Regions from separate parts of the Capra hircus genome. Here region 2 is linked to region 1. A link is a contact called in public Hi-C data. All regions are on one chromosome and are shown on one strand. The core of a region is the stretch at or near the end of the contact, and the rest is flanking DNA. Distances in the headings are between cores, read along the strand shown. Region 1 overlaps NAPG (gamma-soluble NSF attachment protein). Region 2 holds the start of PIEZO2 (piezo-type mechanosensitive ion channel component 2).

What was found. Hi-C and Micro-C count contacts between places; a contact is called where the count stands out from the background.
Region 2: a contact with region 1 is called in a Hi-C map of blood, with 7 times the contacts expected there. The contact joins the promoter of PIEZO2 here to the enhancer-like site in region 1. A contact is called at or near these places in 2 of 5 Hi-C or Micro-C datasets (blood and liver).

What each region holds. Positions count from the first base shown.
Region 1 is chr24:42,545,203-42,548,968 of ARS1.2, reverse strand. NAPG (gamma-soluble NSF attachment protein) reads right to left here. Exons shown (of 12, transcript XM_018039500.1): 12 at 2,790-3,766. Among named protein-coding and RNA genes, the nearest start is that of NAPG, 13 kb to the right of the region's middle. Within about 2 kb of position 1,493, at least 1 of the 5 cell types and tissues checked has an H3K27ac peak or open chromatin away from gene starts, as enhancers often do.
Region 2 is chr24:42,809,279-42,813,028 of ARS1.2, reverse strand. It overlaps PIEZO2 (piezo-type mechanosensitive ion channel component 2), which reads left to right and starts at 1,824. Exons shown (of 52, transcript XM_018039712.1): 1 at 1,824-2,673. The coding sequence starts at 2,553.

The sequences.
Region 1 (3,766 bases), core at 244-2,743:
GTGGCTACCGGGGGCAGCAGGCTTGGAGGCGGGACTGCTGCTACTCTGACATCACGAGGTGCTGGGTGGTGGGGGCAGAGGGACGGTCTTGGTTCCTGACAAGGGATAGCACCCCGTGTCCACGCTAGTGGGGACATTGCGTATTCATCCCAGTGCTGGGGCGCTACCAGCACCTACAGGCAGCTGGCTGAACTGCAATGCCAGTAACACTCCCCAATCCCCCCGAGATGTGGCAGGTGGGCCAGGTCAAAGCTGAGCGGAGACCCCGGAGGCCCAGCTGGTCCTTGTCCACCAATCAGCGTCAGGTGTGACGTGGGGCAGGAAGAGTAAGAGCAGACAGACACAACAAACAAGGTTAATAAAGCCTGTGTCTGTGAGTGCGCGCACTCATGTGTTTGTCCAATCAGCTGTTTAGACAAGTGTCGCCCATCCTGCGGCCCGTTCTGTGTCTATCAGCAGTGACCCTGCAGCTGGTCCCGGTGAGGCGGTCCTGAACCCGCTCCACAGCGCCACCTGGTGGCCTGGGAATTCGGGTGCTGAGCCCTTGAGCGGAGACCTTCCTTAACAAACCTTAATTATTATTATTAAAATCAGCATCTTTACTTCACTTCTCTGAAGGCTTATTCATATTTTCATTTTAGAGTGCAAATAAGAATACGGTAGAACATATTTGAAAAGTAGTCATTATTGTAAGGTCTATAAGTGACATATAGTAAATGAGATAAAGAATTCGATACACTCGTATTCTGAAGAGCACACAAATTCAGGTGAAAAGTGCAGGAATCATAAAGTGATGATCTGATAGACTTTTAATCTTGCATGACCTGCACAGCTCTACGACTGATTTAAAACTTTTTTAATTTTAAAAGACACTGTTCATAAGACACTGACAAAAAAATGCTCGAGGTCCTCGTAGGAAACTAGGTATTTCAGGCAGATTCACGAACCTAAGTTATTAAGCCAGAAAGGAAAGAGAGAGGGGACAGCCCACAAATAAAGGCTGTTACCTGAAAAAAAAAAAAGAAAGAAAGAAAAAAGAACAACCTGAAAGCTGAGAATTACATTTTATTCAGCCGAGTTTCTGAGGATTTCAAGTCCAGAGGCAGCTCCTCAGGCAGCTTTGAGGGTCTGCTCTGAGGAGTGAGTTGGGGAGCCAGGTTATAGCTAGCTGGGGCTGGGGAGGTGTTTGCCACAAAGACCAGGCAGTCAGAACAGCAAATGATTGCTGTTAAGAAAACCAGGGGGTGTCCCAGGTGGCTCAGTGGTAAAGGACCCGCCTGCCGTGCGGGAGCCGCAGGAGACCTGGGTTCGGTCGCTGGGTTCGATCCCTGCGTCAGGAAGATCCCCTGGAGAAGGAACTGGCAACCCACTCCAGTATTCTTGCCTGGAAAAATCCCCATGGACAGAGGAGCCTGGTGGGCTACAGTCCATGGGGTGGCAGAGTCGGACACAACTGAGTGACTCACACACACCCAGAGGACCAGACCTCTGCTTCTTTGTGTGTGGGAAGATTCGAGATCCCGGGCTCAGAGACCATCCGTCCGACGTGCACCATCTGTGCTCCCGACCCCGAGTCCCCTCAGGGCTCACACGGTCTGGGACGGGTGGGGGCGCTGTAGGGGCCGATGGCCACTTGCTTACTGCCCCTCCCACCGCAGCAGCCTTCCCGCTGTAAACTGAGTCTGGTTTCTCTTAACTCTCTGCTCCCCTCCCACTCTGTGTCCATCCCCGCCCCCAAGAGGACCACCCCCCAACCCCCCCCAGCTCAGTGAGAAGCTAGATCAGCACCTGCAGGAGAAACGCGGTTTTCTCGGCAGTGGCAGGCCAGAGCCGAGAGGCTGGCTGGCACTGGGGCGTCGGAGCAGAAGGATCAACTTCGGCCCCCATCCGTGAACCCAGAACTAGACCCCAGACCCCGGGGGAGCTGCCCCAGGACGGAGGGGGCGGCGGTAGGTCGCAAGCCCAAACAGGAGAACTGCTGCTGCAGGAGGCTCTGTTCACACCTGAGCCCAGGTGTGCGCGCAGCCCCGTGGTGGGGTCTTCGTGGCGGCACAGGGCCAGCGTCCAGAGGTGCCTGTGCTCTGAACGGCATCCCTGGGTCACCCAGAATTCTTTAAGAGTTTCATCTTTGTGTTTTGTAATCGAAGTGGAAGTGTGATGGGGCCCAGGCGGAGGCATTGGGCCTCGGAGCCTCGGCTCTGAGGGGCCCCACCTCCCAATCTCCCCTGGACTTTCCCTGCCCTGCTCACTCACCTGTGGCTACCCCCGCCCCCGAGGTGTCCTGCAGGATCTCGCCCCAACTTCCGTCCTGGGGCCAAATCCTCCCACCGACCCCCACCCTCAGGAGGGCAGGGCGCTCATTACATAGGGGTCTTCCACAGTCCGCACTCCGGAAACGTCTGAGTGATGTCATGTGAATCCGCAGGTAACCAGGGTGCACAACAGGTATTAAATGCCAACCTTGTCACTTTGGCTTCCTTACCTCCTCACTTAATGAAACAACTACTCTCCTGATATACTGAAGTGTGCTGAAGGCTCCCACCTCCCCGAGGCCAGAGAGCACGGTCTGACAGTCACTGGTGACAGGCACCCTGAAAAGCTCCCCGAGGTCACAGTAACCCCCAGGTGGGGCCTCAGGACCCCCAAGAGCACGACTTACCAGAACAAACACTGCTGTCTAGCAATGTGCTGTCTGGCACAGCTGGGCGCCTGGCAGTAGCTGACAATGTATCTTTGGAAAAAGGAAACAAGTCAAGCATAAAATATAATAAAAAGAATAATCACACCTGCATGGTTTCACATTTTATTTTTGTAATTATCTTCCCATAGAAGCAATAATCAGCATTTCCATAACATTTAATATTATTCATCAAAGCTGGAAAATAGGAATAAAGCACAGTTTCATACACAAATACCACACTCTGCATATGTACAGTTAAGTTCAATATATTAGACTCTGCAGACTGGTTCACTCACACAGGACAGCACAGGGACTGCTGGGCTCTGAGAACGCGCACGTGGACCCTCTCCGGGAAAGGGACCACATGAGCTCAGACACCTTTCCCTGCTGTGACCACCACTCCCTGCTCTTGAGCACCCCCAAGGAGAACAGCTGTGAGCAGGAAGAGGAGACACTTCTCGCCAGACCCCAGGCAGGAAACCCTGACGTCGGGAACAGCCACCTGCCCTGCAACTTGTGGGGGTGGGGTGGTGGTAGTCAGGGATGCCCGGGTTCCAGCCCCCTGCACTGGGAGGCCCACTCCCCAAGCCCCCAAGCCCTGCAGGACCCCCCGGCTCAGTACGCATTTTTGTTCTATTAATATGAAGGAAAAGAGAAGTGAAGCCTTTCTTCCAAGGCTGCACTGGATAACAGTCTACACAATGCAGTTGAGAGCATCTTCTAGGTGCGGCCAAATCTGCTGAGATGGCTGTGAACGAGCTCAAATGCACATTAAGGTGACTCCTGGAGGGTGGCTGGATGTGGAGGGCACAGCAGCAAGGACAAGTGTGCACTATTAACACGTCACCGAGCACAAATGCTACTGAGACCAGTGTCCCCAAACAAGGGCTGGAAGGAGCCACTGCCCACAGACCACGTGGGTGCCAGGTTGAGGGGTGGGGGAGCACTTGAGGAGGATGTTCGTTAGTGTTCTGACCCGGACCTTCCAGAAAGAGTTCATCTACTGCCCACCCGCCCTGCAAGGACACTCCCTGGACTCTCCCAGAGCTCAGGGTGACCTTGTCCTCCCGTGACACTGCCTCCGTG
Region 2 (3,750 bases), core at 575-3,074, 260 kb before region 1:
TGGACCATTAAGAAGGCTGAGCACTGAAGAACTGATGCTTTTGAATTGGAGAAGACTCCTGAGAGTACCTTGGACTGTGAGGAGATCAAATCAGTCAATTCTAAAGGAAATCAACCCTGAATATTCATTGGAAGGACTGTAGTTGCTGAAGCTGAAGCTCCAATACTTTGGCCACCTGTTGAGAAGAGCTGACTCATTGGAAAAGACACTGATCCTGGGAAAGATTGAGGGCAGGAGGAGAAGGGGGCGAGAGATGGTTGGATGGCATCATCAACTCAATGGACATGAGTTTGTGAAGCCTGGTGTGCTGCAGTTCATGGGGTCGCAAAGAGTTGGACATGACTTAGTGACTGAACTACAACAAGAAAAAGACAGTGTTGGAAACCTACCAAGAACACGACGAAATATTCAGAGTAAACAGAATTCATGTGGCGACACAGTGTTACATAAAATTCAGGAGGGCTTTGTGACCTCCTAATTGGGTTCCCAAAACAAGTTGTACCAGAGAGATGGAGAGAGGGAGAGCCAGAGGACACCACCTATGAGCATCACAGTGCTAGACTTGGAAAACAGGTGCAGATTGTCATCAGGCTTCTACAAAACACAATTCCTGGGAGAGGACAATGATTTGCTTAAGTTCCTGTTGTCTTCTCTAGGCCTAGTGCAGTGTACATTGACATTCGGAGTTTTGGGTGGCAAAACTTCTTGAGGACGCTAGAATACAAGGATGGTCTAAGTTTCGGTGTGTCTTTGCAAGATCTGACTGCATCAGGCTTCATAAAAAAGTGTTGGTTCACAGTGTATTTGTCTTTCTCAGGGAATTTGTGAAGCTATTTGGGCTCAAAATGCAAGCTTACTGTATCTCTAAAGGGAGACCTTGTTGGTTATCACAGAGAACTAAGATTTGTGTAAATTTCCATCAGCAGACTTTTCCATCATCAAACACCAGTTCAAGCCCAGAAGGCTGGTGGAAGTCAAAGTCTTGCCTCTCTGCCCTCCTGATGGAAATGCCAGTTTTGAAGGGTCCTCCCTATACGTCAGATCACCTGTTTCAGGTCTCCAGGGTCCCCTCAGTGACAAAACTGCTGGATAATTGAGAAAAGAGCATCTCCCAGCTAGAACCAGGTGTCTCTAGATCTTACCTAGAGAAAGAGAAAACAGGGATTATGAGTAGAGAAGAGAAACAGTATACTCTCTTCCCAGGGGCCACGACAAGCAACAAACCCGAGGCGAAAACAAGACGTCTCCAAAATCTACTAAGTGGGCGCGCATCTGATCCCTATGTCCACTCGCAGATTTCCCAATGACTCAATGAATTTGGAAAGACCCAGGATTTCCCAGAGCCCCGTCGAAGCTGAAACTTCTCGCTCCGTTCAGAATGCGCAGGCACACTGGTCTGGACGAATCCTTCTCTTCCTCCCAGTGCGTGCAGGTGGGCACGTGCGGACCTAGCACAGTGACAGTCGCGCCAACTTCTGCTCTCCTGTCGCCTGTGCACAATTCCTGGAGCCTTAAAGGACTCCCCGGGTGGGGGGTGAGCTCAGGGCCGCGCCCTGGGGAAAGGATGGTTCCTTCAGTCTGCCAAAGGACAGGACCCAGCGACGCTGAGGGTCCGGGGAGCGAGCGCGCCAAGCCCACCGCTCGCAGGCGGGGGCTTCCCTGCCCTGGGTCCCCGCACTCGGGCCCTGCGCCGGCCTCCAGCCGTCCAGGGGCGGGACCCCGCGCCGCCCCGAGCCGCCTCCCATTGGCCGGCGCGCACGCCCGTCCGCGAGAGCGGCTTCGAAAGTTTCATTGAAGGTGGAGAAGTGCGCGCCCGCCCGGAGCCGGGGCTGCGCCGCCAGGGCGAGGCTGCACCGCGCGGGGCGGGGGCGCGCTGGCCTCCGGGCGGCGTTCGTTTTTCATTTTATTCCTTTAAGTGGAGGCCGAGGAGGAGCGAGTGGAGGCTGCCCCCTCGCGCGCCCCTCTGCCGACCCGTTAGGGAGCCCCGAGCAATCGGGAATGGTTACGCGAGTCCGGCCGCCCGCGCCCCGCTGTCTCCGGCCCGAAGCCCGGGGGCGCAAAGGCTGAACCGAAGACTGCTGAGGGAGCCACCGCGGGGCCGCTCCGGGCCAGGGCCGCTCCGGGAGCTCAGGCCGAACGAGGGCCGCGTCGTCACCTCTATTCTGAGAAGACTCCACGGAGAAGGCTCCCCGCTGCCCGTGAGGGACATCTCAGGAGCCGCCAAAAGGACAGCACGCCCTCTTCTCCCCTTTTCTCGCCGCGCCGCCTCGCGGGACCCTCTCGAAGTGCCTGGTCCCCGGCTCCGGCCTCCGGCACCCGCTGCAGAAACCTCCGGCACCGGATCGGGGAGTCCACACTGGGTGGGCCGGCCGTGAGGGGTCGGGCGCCCGACGAGGGGGCTTCCTAGGGCCTGGTGAGCGGCGGCCGGGAGAGCAGAGAGGCGCGGCCAGGAAAGCGGAGAGCGCGCCCTCGGGGCGCACGGCGCCGCGGCTCTAGCCGAGGCGATGCCCGGGCGGCTGCGAGCCGCCGGCCGCAGGAGGCCCTAGGCGGGCATGGGCTTGGCACCCCAGTCCTGGAGACCCTTTGCTCGGACTCGCGGGACCGACGCGATGGCCTCGGAAGTGGTGTGCGGGCTTGTCTTCAGGCTGCTGCTCCCCATCTGCCTGGCAGTAGGTGAGTGTTTCCCTCTCTCCGAGGGTCCAGGGGAGGGGAGGGGGCGCCTGGGGAGGGGGCGGGCTTCAGAGCAAACCCAGATCACTAGCTCGCGTGCCCGAGACCCGGTTCGGGGAGTCAGCTCCGTGCTCTGGGTGCGGAAGCCCGGCACTTTCAATTCTCGCTCTGGGGCGCACGAACGGGGTCTGCATGATCAGGGTCTTAACCGTCTAGCTTCACAGTCCGGGCGGCCAGCTCGGCCAGTGCTGGAGACGGAGCTGAGTTTAGTAACACACAGAAATTTCTGTGGAGTGCCGAGCCGTGCACAATGGATGCGAATCCGCCTGAAAGGTAGTTGTAGACCCCTTCCCAGGTTTGTACAAGAGCACCCTCCCCCAGTCCCTGGACACAGGACGCTCGGGCGCATCCAGAGGGTTTCTATGCCACCTCTGCCCCGTCCCGTGTCCCAGCCCCTGGGGGGAAGAAGGAAAGGACTCGGGTCGCGCCGGGAAGCGGTGCCCTGAAGTTGCTGGCTTTACTCACACAAAAGCCTCTACAACAAAACTGCTGGACGCAGAGGCTGCGGAAACGGAGGCCCAGCTCCGCTCCTGCGCGGTCCAGACGGATCTGTAACTGCGCTGGGACTCCGAGGTTTAAGCGAGGACAGAGGGAGCCTCCCGGATTCCCAGGCAAGGATCTCACTGTTTTTATGCGGCCGGTAGGGCGTGAAAAGCCACCGGCCTTCAGGTCTAAAGACACCCGCGGGGCGCGAGCTTGGAGTGAGAGGGGCCCAGTTTCTCCTCTAGTAGAAGTGCCACACTGAACCCCGCCAAGGTGACTCTGGGCGCCTAGCCCTCACCTGTTCCCACTGGAGCTAGAAAAGAGGACATGTCTTAGCAAGTAGCAATTGCGTTTGCAAGGAGAGCTAGACCCATGCGGAAAAAGCCACCTTTGTCCATTTTGCCAGAGGTGGAGGGTCAAGGTCACACCTGTGCTAAATGCGGACGTAATCGGAAGGGGGCTTAGATGGGTTTCCTGAGGGCTGACCTCAGCTCCTGGGGGGATTATGTGGCCGAGTATTGACACACAAGAATCCTG